Regions from separate parts of the Capra hircus genome. Here region 2 is linked to region 1. Evidence: chromatin contacts called from public Hi-C data. All regions are on one chromosome and are shown on one strand. The core of a region is the stretch at or near the end of the contact, and the rest is flanking DNA. Distances in the headings are between cores, read along the strand shown.

The links. A called contact is a pair of places that touch in the nucleus more often than the background predicts.
Region 2: a Hi-C map of blood shows a contact between it and region 1, with 1.9 times the contacts expected there. The contact joins two enhancer-like sites. A contact is called at or near these places in 2 of 5 Hi-C or Micro-C datasets (both in blood).

Annotation. Positions count from the first base shown.
Region 1 is chr19:9,189,221-9,195,058 of ARS1.2, forward strand. It overlaps TEX14 (inactive serine/threonine-protein kinase TEX14), which reads right to left. Exons shown (of 32, transcript XM_018064130.1): 8 at 5,373-5,496; 9 at 3,903-4,081. Among named protein-coding and RNA genes, the nearest start is that of TEX14, 59 kb to the right of the region's middle. Within about 2 kb of position 4,556, at least 3 of the 5 cell types and tissues checked have an H3K27ac peak or open chromatin away from gene starts, as enhancers often do.
Region 2 is chr19:9,274,567-9,281,222 of ARS1.2, forward strand. No RefSeq gene overlaps it. Among named protein-coding and RNA genes, the nearest start is that of RAD51C, 15 kb to the right of the region's middle. Within about 2 kb of position 4,800, at least 5 of the 5 cell types and tissues checked have an H3K27ac peak or open chromatin away from gene starts, as enhancers often do.

The sequences.
Region 1 (5,838 bases), core at 3,306-5,805:
TCAGCAGAACTTTCGATTGCAGGCAGTAAGTTTAGGAAGCCATGAAGCTATCCTATTTTTAGACTCTGTAGTTGTATTGCTGAATAGGCAAGTGTGGCCTGGTGTTGTGTGAACAGCATGGATATACATGCAAAATATTACATTAGTATCGCAGGAAAAGCAATGGAGTGTTTTATTGTCAGAGATATAGTCCAAGGACCTAGCACACTTGGCTCTTCATATTGTAGGGTGATTGTCCAAGGGAGATGCTCACTGACCTTCTCAGGCCTTTTAGGCTACCTAAGGCAAGGGACAATCACTTACAATCAGAATTTATGTCCTTTCTCTTTTACTTCCACTCATTTTCCTCTCTTACAACCCCTCTTCCTTCTCTGTTAATGCTAGTGGAATGTAGGAGTTTTTTATTAATATTTATTTATTTATTTGGCTGCGTCGGGTATTAGTTGCGGCATGTAGGATCTTTAGTTGAGGTATGTGAACTCTTAGTGACAGCATGTGGGATCTACTTTCTGACCAGGGATCAAACCTGGGCTGCTGCATTGAAAGCACATAGCCTTAGCCAGTGGACCACTAGGAAAGTCCCAGGGAATTCTTTTCAGCTTCGGCTTTGACATCATCAAAATTACATTTGGCTATGGCTATATGATACCACTTGCAAGGTCAACTCCAGCTCTAAAGACTCCATTAAGGAGTTGAAGAATAGGAGAAACTGCCGTATCATTTTTACATCAAGAGATGGAATGCTACTCTTGACAATAAACAGCCCTCCGAGTTCCTCCGTCCATGGGATTCTCCAAGCAAGAATACTGGAATGGGTTGCCATGCCATCCTCCAGGGGATCTTCGTCGCCCAGGGATCAAACCAACATCGCTTGTGTCTCCTGCACTGGCAGGTTGGTTCTTTACCACTAGAGCCACCTGGAAGCCCCAGGATTGAGGCTCTGTGTGTGTGTTAGTTGCTCAGTCATGACCAACTCTTTCTGATCCTATGGACTGAAGTCCCCCAGGCTCCTTTGTTCATGGAATTTTCCAGGCAAGAATACTGGAGTGGATTGCCATTCCCTTCTCCAGGGGATCTTCCTGACCCAGGGACAGAACCCGGGTCTCCTGCACTGCAGGCAGATTCTTTCCTGTCTGAGCCACCAGGGAAGCCCAGGGTTGAGGCTGGCCATCTCCAAATCCCCATTTCACTCTAGGATTCATATTTCTATTGGAGAGCGGATCAAATAAACTGTTATACCTCCATGCGAACCACAGGTGGCGCTGCATCACTGGCAAATAGCTTGGGTTCTAAAACCTTATTGAAAAAAGTCAACGGTAAAAATGCCCAAACCCTTCAGCTCTTGAACACATAGCCAAAGTGGTGAACCTTGTTCTGCATCACTTCAAGGATTCACTTCAAATGCTTCCTGAGCACTTACTATGTGGCAGGCCCTGAGCTGGGTGGTAAAAATGAACAAGCCATAGTATGGGTCCTGCTCACCATTCGGAGGGGCCGACACTTGACTACTGGGCAATGAAGCATGCTTGGTGATTCGGGGAAAGGGCTTTACTATAGGCTTCATGGGGGGGGGGGGGGGGGTGTGGTGGAAGATGGTGTCAGAAATAAGTTTAAAAGGATAAACAGGAGTGCCAGGTACTCCAGGCGTGAGGAGCTGCCCTGAGAAATGGCATGGCCTGCCAAGTGTCTTCAGATGGCCAGGCAGAGTCGTAAGTGATGCGGGTGACGCTGCGGGTGAAGCCCCCACCACGGAAGGCTTCCCACTCTACAAAGTGCGGGGACTTAATCTTGTAGGCAGAGGGAGACACTGGGGTTGAGAATGGACCAGATCTGAGACTGAGCAGCTCAACTGGCGAGAGCTCTGGCCTCCACTGGTTTCCAATGGAAAACGGCTCCAGTCACAGCTAACTGCTCCCCTGTTTCTCTCTCGTCCCATCACTGCCCCGTCGCCATGCAAGAGTGAGGAGGATCTTCTTAACCTGTGAATCAGCCAGAACATCATTCTTCTCAAAAAAAAAAAAAATCCTTCACAGTAAACCAGTGTTTCAAGGATTAAATTCAAACCCTTTGCCAAGGCCCACAAAGGGAAGCCCAATCTGACCCATGCTCTCCTCTCCAGACAGAGACAAGGGACACACGAGGCCCAGGGAACTGATAGTCTTTCCACTTCATTCAATTTAAAAAACATGTTGAGGAACTTCCCTGATGGTCCAGTGGTTAAGACTCCACGCTGCCAATGCAGGGGGTGTGGCTTCAATCCCTGGTCAGGGAACTATGATGCCACAAACAGCATGGAATGGCCATAAATACATAAATAAACAAAATTATCTGTAAATAAATAAAATAGAATTTTTAAAATAAAAAGGAATTTCCCTGGTGGTCCACTGGCTAAGACTCCACACTCCTAATGCAGGGAGCCTGGGCTCTATCCCTGCTCAGAGAACTAGATCCCACACGCCGCAGCTAAAGATCCCACGTGTCACGACTAAAGATCCTGTGTGCTGCAACTGAGACCTGGCACAGCCAAATAAATAAATACATTGTTTTAAAATAAATTTTTAAAAAAATTTTTAATTAAAAAAATTAAGAGCATGCAGAGCTCCCGCTGTGTGGAGGCCTGCTCTAGCCTCTAGGTATCTGAGATATGGCAGCAGATAAAACAGAAATCCCTGTCCTCATAGAGCTTTTCTAAGAAGTAAATTATGAGATGCAAGACCTGCCAGGGGCTTCCCAGGTGGCACTAGTGGTAAAGAACTCGCCTGCCAATGCAGGAGACATGAGGGATAAGGGTTTGATCCCTGGATCGGGAAGATCCCCTGGAGGAGGGCATGGCAACCCACTCCAGCATTCTTGCCTGGAAAATCCCATAGACAGAGGAGCCTGGCAGGCAACAGTCCATGGGATTGCAAAGAGTCAGCCATGACTGAAGTGACTTAGCAGGTATGCACGCAAGACCTGCCAGAGACTCAGAAATAAAACCTCAGTGATGGTGGTGGGTGAGGACCAGGCTCAGCGGAGGTGAGCAGGTCTCAGCCAGGGGTCTGCCCGCGGCTCAGGCTGCACCCGAGCAGCCCTGGGCCCGGGCCTCAGAGCTGCGGAGGACGGTAAGGAAGCGCAGGGTAGATCCTCTGCCCCCCAGAACTGAGGGGCAGGAGATGGGGGCCAGCCCTCCACTCTCAGGAGGACTCTGACTTCTGCCAAATGCGAAATGAAGCCCATGCCCGAAACCTCGAGTAAAGATGATGTTTTCATCACTACTTCCCTCCCTGCACTGAGCCCCACCTACTCAGGTCAGGATCGTAAGGCTCACCAGCACCCACCGCCTTCTCACATCTTCCAGGATGCACAGCTGTGGTGCATTTCCCAGCCTGCCTGCAGGGAAGAGGTGACTGGGTGCTGGGCCTTGTAAAGTGGGAAGTAATGATACACCTACTTCCGGTAGTCCCTAAACCCCTCCACGCGTCCCTCCAGGCTTGCTCTTTCTCAATGAGCAGCGATGCGGAGGACACAGTGGGAGGCTGAGGCCTGGGGGCCAGTGGAGCCCTGGAAGGGAGGAATGCAGAGCACGGTGAATGCCATCCCTTCCCAACACACACACGCTGCATGGCAAGGTGAGTGAGAAATACTTGGGCTGTGTGAAGCCACAGAAAATTCTGAAAACTTACAGTCTGGCTAACATGTGCTCATGCCTGTCAAATATTCATTATAATGAACAGAAGTAACTTCCCCAAAGCCCCTCTAACCTGGGCTGACAGGGGAAGACACTGGGAAACCTCTTCCTCCATTGATTAGGCAGTTCAGCCCACCAATGAGGGATCCTGCCCAGGTCAGATTCTCTCTCTACAGCAAAGCACCCACCCTGGGGAGACCCTGTTTGGAAGTCATGATCGAGGTGAGCCCACCTTTCCATCATGTACTCCAGGTTGGCCAGCCTCGCTTCCCCTGTGGAGACAATGTGGATGGCGTAGGAGCTGAGGGAGCGGTGGATAAAGCCCCGGGAATGCAGGTATCTCAGGGCGTCGGAGATCTGGAGCAGCAGGTGCACGATCACCTCCATGTGCAACACGGGGAACTGGGCCCGCTGCAAGCAAGAACAAAGGATGCTGCAAAGGGCTTCACAGTTTCCAGTCTTTTGTATTGACCTTCATGACAGCCACCAGGTGTCATGACAGCCACCTGCTGTCATGGTGGGGAACCTAAGATTCAATGAGGTTAAGTGACCAGCCTGAGGTCCCACTGACTCAGGGCCCCTGACTCCAAACCTGGGTTCCTCTCCCTTAGCCAAGCTGCTTGATATTACCAAAAAAATGAGGAGAAAAGTCCTCAAACCTGGTCTGCACCTCCAGTGTGGGCCCCACCGCCACTGGCAATGCCAAGCCTGTGCTGCGGGAGAACTTGACACACAAAGGACAATCCAGCCCCTGCTGTGGCCAGAGGACCTAGAAAGTTTACTCCAGGAGGACAGAAATCCCCTCATACTAAGACACCCAGTCACAGGAGCTCTCTTCTCTCCCCAGAAGTGGCATTGTAAGTCAACGCCCTCCCCCGAGGAGAGGAAAGGGAACTCTAACACTGAGAGGTGAAACCCGAAACCCAGGCAGGAGGAGGGGTGAGCCGTTTCAGGGAAGGGCCCTTCCTGCAGGCTCTTTTCTCACTCCAGCCTAGGGTCTTCAAAACAAAGCCATGGAGAAAGAAAAACCAATCTATCAGGACCTTTTGGAAGTCACATTTCAGGCCAAAGCAAGCTCCCACGGAGTCTGTGTGTCCCATACCCTCCACCAGGAAAGCTGAAAAGTAGGAAGAGACAGACAAGGCCTTGCATATAAAGGTCCCAGAGGGCAGCGGTCCCCAACCTTTCTGGCACCAGGGACCAGTTTTGTGGAAGACAATTTTTCCACAAAATGGGGGCGGGGGAGGTAAAGTATCCAGATGCTTCAAGCACGTCACATTTATTGCGCCCTTTATCTCTATTATTATTACATCAGCGCCATCTTAGACCATCAGGCTCTAGGAGGCTGAGGGCCCCTGCGTTAGGGCACAAGGGAAAATGCCAGGAAACAAGGCCAGAGACTGTTTGGTTACTGTGAGCTACAAGTGTGGCTGTGTGTTTTCTGGGTCTACTGAGCTCTCAGATGTGTGATTAAAAAAGCCAGACTAACAATAATAAAATCACACTAGTTCCAATGTGCTGATTAGCTTTAAACGGTGCATTACACAGCCCCCCTCAGAGTAAAGAATTAGGAGATTTCTCTTCTATGCGTGCACAAATGGGAACTCTGCTCCTGGGGTAAAAGAAGAGAGAGAAAGGGAAAGGAGAGCTGGAGTGGCGGGGAAAGGCAGCAAGGGGAAAATGCGGGGAAACAGGCATTCACCCGTTCGTGGAGGACACTGAACAGCGTGCCCACCGTGACGCGCTCGTACACGAGGCGGGTCTTCTCCAGGTCCGGGGACAGGCACACAGCCATCAGCTGCAGCAGGTGGGGGTGCCGCAACTTGCTGCAGAGGCAAAGAGGACAGGATGAAACGATGGGTGCTTTCCTTTCTTCTGGGCTCCCTGAACACATTCCACACAAATTCTATTTACACACAATGTTTTGCTAAGAAAGTGGGATGGGGTAGGGGTTGAGTTCTCTGTTGATGGAATTCTCGGCTTTTCACTGATCAGAACCTGAAGGCTTAGGGTCATCGATGACAATGTCACTAACAGCTACTGAGAAAGGGACTCGACATACATCACCTTGATCCTAACAACTAGCTATAGGAAAGGTGCCATTACAGTTACACTCATAGAGATCAAGAAGCAAAGGCCAGGGAGAGGTCAGGCCCAAGGTCACACGT
Region 2 (6,656 bases), core at 3,550-6,049, 86 kb after region 1:
GGGCCCAGTGGATACCAATCCACCTGCCAGCGCAGGGGACACAGGTTCAGCCCCTGGCCTGGCAAGATCTCACACGCCTTGGAGCAACTACAGTCCATGGGCCGCAACCACTGAGCCTGAGTGCCCTAGAGCCCGTGCTCCACGAGAGAAGCTGCTGCAATGAGAAACCAGAGCGCCACGAGGCGGAGCAGCCCCGGCTCACCACAACTAGAGAAAGCCCGTGCAAAGCAACAAAGACCCAGCACAGCCAGAGGAAAAAAACATAGGAAAAAGAAGCTATACAAAGCAGAAACTTAGAACAAAAGAAAAAAGAGGTCCTAAAGATATGATTGAAGAAATAAAAAACTGAATACACAGGTTCAGCAAAAAAGATGAATATATATATTTTATATACATATATGTATATAAAACAGATACATTTTTTTTCCTAATCAGAGGACCACTGTAGGAGCTCTAATATCCAATATGGAAAGTTTTTGAAAAATTAAAAACCAAGGGGAGGAAATCACCAAAGAAAAAATTCAAGACAATTTCCCAACACAGAAAGGCTTTCTAAAGGTCGAAACGGCTTTCATTAAGTGCCCCATACAATGAATGGCTGTAAGATACACTAAGGCACAAAATTAGGAAATTACAGAAAAATGAAAATAAAGAGATAATTCATTTTTTCTAAGAATGAAAAGATCAGTCACACATATCACATAAATAGTGTAAAGAATCAGAAATTCTTCTCAATAGCTTCCAGAGGTTTTAAGTCAAAAAGTGATGCCTTTGAAATCATGAAGAAAATTTTAACTCCAACCAGTAGAATTTGATACCCATTTAAACTATTTCACCTATGCAGCAGTCTGAAAGAACAATGGGTTTAGGTAGAGGAAAAACAGAAGTAGATAGACCTCCAGGAAAAACAAAACAAAACAACATTTAAACTAATAAGATTATTTGATATGATTGGCCTTGTGGAAAACAAGAGGCTATAATGGCAACCCACTCCAATATTCTCGTCTGGAAAATCCCATGGACAGAGAAGCCTGGCAAGCTATAGTCCACAAGGTCGCAAAAGGTGGACACGACATAGTAACTAATCCACCACCACCACTGCCGTCCAGTGGTTAGGACTCTGTGCTTCCACGGCAGGGGACATGGGTTCAATCCCAGGTGGCAGAACTAAGATCCTGCATGCCTTGAAACAGAAAAGAAAAAGAAGGAAAAGAAAAAAAAAAAAAAAAAACTAACCAGAAGAACAATAAAATTAAAGGAAACAATGATATTCAATGACAATGCTTGCTGAAGAATAATGTTTGCCTAAGAATAATATAAACTGAATACTGATTTAACCAAATGGTTTTTAAACTATATTAGGAAAAATAGAGAAGAAATGGTGGTGCAAGAGATCTAAATCTTTATTTACCATTATCAAACATAGACAATGTCAAAAATAGCATTGAAGCATGTATATTACATGTGAAACAGATCGCCAGTCCATGTTTGATGCATGAGACAGGGTGCTCAGGGCTGGTGCACTGGGATGACCCTGAGGGATGGGATGGGGAGGGAGGTGGGAGGGAGGTTCAGGATGGGGGACACACCGTGTACACCCATGGCTGATTCATGTCAATGTATGGCAAAACTCACTACTATACTGTAAAGTAATTAGCCTCCAATTAAAATAAATTAAAAAAAAATTGTTACCTGGCCATACTATAATACAAAATAAAAAGTTTAATTAAAAAAAAAAAAAGAAATCGTTTTCCCAACTGCACAGTTACAATGTATTACATTAAGTAATAATAACATCAGAACACATTTTGGCCACTCGGTACTAGTTGGAAAATAAAAAAAGAATGGATGCATTAAAGCAGAGGCCCACAACCTTTTTGATACCAGGGACTGGTTTCATGGAAGAAAATTTTTACACAGACCGGGGTTGGGGAGATTGCTGGGTTGTGTGGGGATGGTTCAGGCGGTAATGAGAGCAATAGGGAGCGGGCAAATGAAGCTTTGCTTGCTCACCTCCTTCTGTAGGTCCAGGGAAGGAGAGACCCCTGCATTACAGAATAATATCCTGCACACTAGTTTAGAAACAAAGAGGTTCATAAATGTCACAAGAATAAAATTTTAGTTGTTTTTAGAGTGGAAAGTGTCTCCCTTTGAAGGGGACCTGGAGAACGCGAAGAAGCAGAACTCAGTTTAGAAACCTAAAAGGACTGGATTTCCTGGTGGTACAGAGGCTAAGAATCCACCAATGGGAAGCCCTCGCACTGCAGTGAAGAGTAGCCCGTCTGGCAGCAACTAGAGAAAGCCCCAGTGCAGCAATGAAGACCCACCACAACCAAAAACAAATAAATAAAAATTTTAAATAATAAAAATAAATTTAAAAATAAAAAACCTAAAAGAACTATTTGAAATATATGTGTTATTTTGATACAAATTTTTAAAACATGCTGCAAAATATATGTACTTTGTGTCTCTCATGTTCCCTTTCAAACAAAGGCTCCAGAACTCAAGTGACTATTGTTAATTACCAGGTGAGTACTTAAACTTAGAAGCCAAGTGAGAAATCATATTTTTATGTATCAGGCCCCTGGAGACACTGTAAATTACCCTGTCCCATTGCTAAGGGTCAGGAAGGGACTAAATACAGATGGACAAGATCTGTTCTAGGAGAGAAGCAGCAGGAACTGCTTCTGCAAGACAGGTAAGCACGAGTGTGAAGGTCACTAGAAATCTAAATAGCTACATTGGGAAACTAGGCAGAACCAGAATATACCATATCCTGAAAATGAAATTCAGTGAATCAGCAGCATATACAGGAGTTGGTTGCCTGCAGACACACTGTAGTTTTCAGCAACAGAACAGGTTCTCAAAGGCACTGGTTGGGGACCTTTAGAAATACCCACATTCAATCCAGATGTAGCATTCCTTAGGTAATAAAGAAGAAACCAATCTGTTCAATTTAACTTTCTGAAGTACAAAGGATTAACAGAAAAGCCCCCTAAAACAGTATAGAAGTCCCAAATTTTGACTGTGCTGGAGAGAAAAATGGCTACTTATGAGGATTTCAACAGCCTCAAAAATCCAGATTTCAAACTGACCTAAGAGAACAACAGAGCAGTCAGAAATAAACATTAATCCTCTTTTTCTACCAGAGGTAAAAATCAGAAAAGAAGCAAGATTAACGTTCACTTCACTGCTACTTGATGCCACATACATCAAGCCACTTAGCTCAGCTGGTAAAGAATCCACCTGCAATGCAGGAGACCCTTGTTTGATTCCTGGGTGGGCAAGATCCCCTGGGGGAAAAATAGCAACGCATTCCTGTATTCTCAGCTGGAAAATCCCATGGACAAAAGAGCCTGACAGGGTCACAAAGAGTCAAACAGGCTGAGCGACTAAGCGCGATATTCTGAAAATAAAGGCAAAATCAAAGTTCAAGCCATAAATCATAAAATATACCTGCTGCTGCTGCTGCTAAGTCGCTTCAGTCGTGTCCGACTCTGTGCGACCCCATAGACGGCAGCCCACGAGGCCCCCCGTCCCTGGGATTCTCCAGGCAAGAACACTGGAGTGGGTTGCCATTTTGCATGAAAGTGCAAAGTGAAAGTGAAGTCGCTCAGTCGTGTCCAACTCTCAGCGACCCCACGGACTGCGGCCCACCAGGCTCCTTCGTCCACAGGATTTTCCAGACAAGAGTGCTGGAGTGGAGTGCCACTGCCTTCCCCAAAAATATACCTAGATCTACACTATCCACCCGTACACCTCAACACTGCTTTTTAAGACTTTCCTTTCTCTTGAGAAATCTGTATGCAGGTCAGGAAGCAACAGTTAGAACTGGACATGGAACAACAGACTGGTTCCAAATAGGAAAAGGAGTACGTCAAAGCTGTATATTGTCACCCTGCTTATTTAACTTATATGCAGAGTACATCATGGGAAACGCTGGACTGGAAGAAACACAAGCTGGAATCAAGATTGCCAGGAGAAATATCAATCACCTCAGATATGCAGATGACACCACCCTTATAGCAGAAAGTGAAGAGGAGCTAAAAAGCCTCTTGATGAAAGGGAAAGAGGAGAGCAAAAAAGTTGGCTTAAAGCTCAACATTCAGAAAACGAAGATCATAGCATCCGTCCCATCACTTCATGGGAAATAGATGGGGAAACAGTGGAAACAGTGTCAGACTTTGTTTTTTTGGGCTCCAAAATCACTGCAGATGGTGACTGCAGCGATGAAATTAAAAGACGCTTACTTTTTGGAGGAAAAGTTATGACCAACCTAGATAGTATATTCAAAAGCAGAGACATTACTTTGCCGACTAAGGTCCGTCTACTCGAGGCTATGGTTTTTCCTGTGGTCATGTATGGATGTGAGAGTTGGGCTGTGAAGAAGGCTGAGCGCCGAAGAATTGATGCTTTTTAACTGCGGTGTTGGAGAAGACTCTTTAGAGTCCCTTGGACTGCAAGAAGATGACCGCTAGGATTTCTTTGGAAGGAATGATGCTAAAGCTGAAACTCCAGTACTTTGACCACCTCATGAGAAGCGTTGACTCATTGGAAAAGACTCTGATGCTGGGAGGGATTGAGAGCAGGAGGAAAAGAAGACGACCCAGAATGAAATGGCTGAATAGTATCACGGAGTCGATGGACATGAATCTGAGTGAATTCCAGGAGATGATGAACAAGGAGGCCTAGTGTGCTGCGATTCATCGGGTCACAAACAACCCAGGCACGACTGACTTAGAACTAAACTAACGTCATCTGGTATAAATTATACCATGCTACTAAATATTCAACTTACAGAAAAACTGATAACTTCTCTTTAACAAAAACGAAACAGGGGAGAGCGCGAACGCAGTCCCCCACTACCACAAATTATGCAGTCGAGTTTCCCACATTTGGGGAAATCGCAGGGGTCAGCACATCCGGAGTGCAATGGATAAGCCTCGCCCTGGGAAAACCACCTTCGTGATCATGGTATCTCCCCTGCCAGGTAAGTATGAGTTGCTCGCCCTGCCTGCCGACTCAGCCTCCTGTTCCAAACACTTCGCAGTTACGGTCACTCTCTTCACCGCAACTCTACACCCTCACTTACGAAATAACGGCTTCTCCCAACTATAAAGGCCTGAAAAGCCGTTGCCAGTACCGCAATATTTGCAAAATAATACAAACGCTTCATAGTACATGCTGAACAGGGCCAGCCGACGCCGAGCTCATTTACATACTCGGCGCACCTTAGTGACGTCACTCCGTAGCGCCGACTGAATCGGGGCCTCGCGATAGGCTGACTGACGGCCACGGAGGCGCTCGGGGCCTAATCCCCGGGGCCGGGAATGGGATCCACCTTTGTGACAGAAGAGATTGTAGGGAGGCGATGAGCTTTGCGACCGGGTGGGGCGGGAACAGCCCGAATTATCCAGGTGCGCCTAATGTAATCAAAGGCTCTTATGGAGAGGAGTTACATTATCAACTGACCGAGGACACTAAACTAGTGGCTTTGGAAATGGAGAGGTGAAGTCGCTCAGTCGTGTCCGACTCTTTGCGACCCCGTGGACTGTAGCTTACAAGGCTCCTCTGCCCATGGAATTTTCCAGGCAAGAGTACTGACTCGAGTGGGTTGCCATTTCCTTCTCCAGGGGATCTTCCCGACCCAGGGATCGAAGCCGGGTCTCCCGCATTACGGGCAGACATTTTACCGTCTGAGCCACCAGGGAAGCCACCTGAAAATGGAGAAACGGACCACAAAGCAAGGACAGGTTGCTTTCAAGAGGTTCCCCTTCTATACCTACTCGTGAAGAAAGAAAAGGTCATAAAAGGGTCCTCTGGCTCAGAGGTTAAAGCGTCTGCCAGCAATGAGGGAGACCTGGGTTCGATCTCTGGGTCAGGAAGAAAATGGCAACCCACTCCAGCCCACAGGGTCGCAAAGATTCGGACACGACTGAGCGACTTCACCTCACCTAGAAAAAAGAGACCACTTTCTTATAGATAACTTACTATTTCCACAGTAGTTAAGAAATTTCTTTGAAGTCTACAACAGCGATGAAAGAGACCAATATTTTTTCCCCCCAAAAAAGGAAAAAAAAAACCAAAGATGCCCAGGCCTAACCCCTGCTGGAAAACCGAAATACCAAAAATCCTGTAAGCAACCATAACAGAAAAAGATAATCTGTATGTCTTCACATCCTCTTATGGAGCCGAACTAATTCCCATAGTTTAAAACTGGGATCTACACTGCCAACTCACAACAGCCACCACTAGTAACAAACAAAAGAAAATCTCAATTACTGCCTTCTCCTAAGACAAGCCACATCAGGGGAGAGCGTGAACAAAGTCCCCCACTACGACAAATTGTGCAGTTGAGTTTCCCACATTTGGGGAAATCGCAGGGTCAGCACATCCCGAGTGCTGTGTTTCCCAGCCTCGCCCTGGGAAAACCACCTTCGTGATCATGGTATTTCCCCTGCCAGGTAAGTATGAGTTGTTATCGGCCTCTGCCATGTCACCCACATATTCTAATCACTCTAAAGAGAGGGTCACTTTTCTCGTGTATTTTACAGACCTCTCCCCCCACTTCTGGAATTAAGCCTTCAAACTATAATTACAAAGAAGGAATACTTTGTAGATTTCAATATTGCAAATCATAGGAAATAAATGCCTAG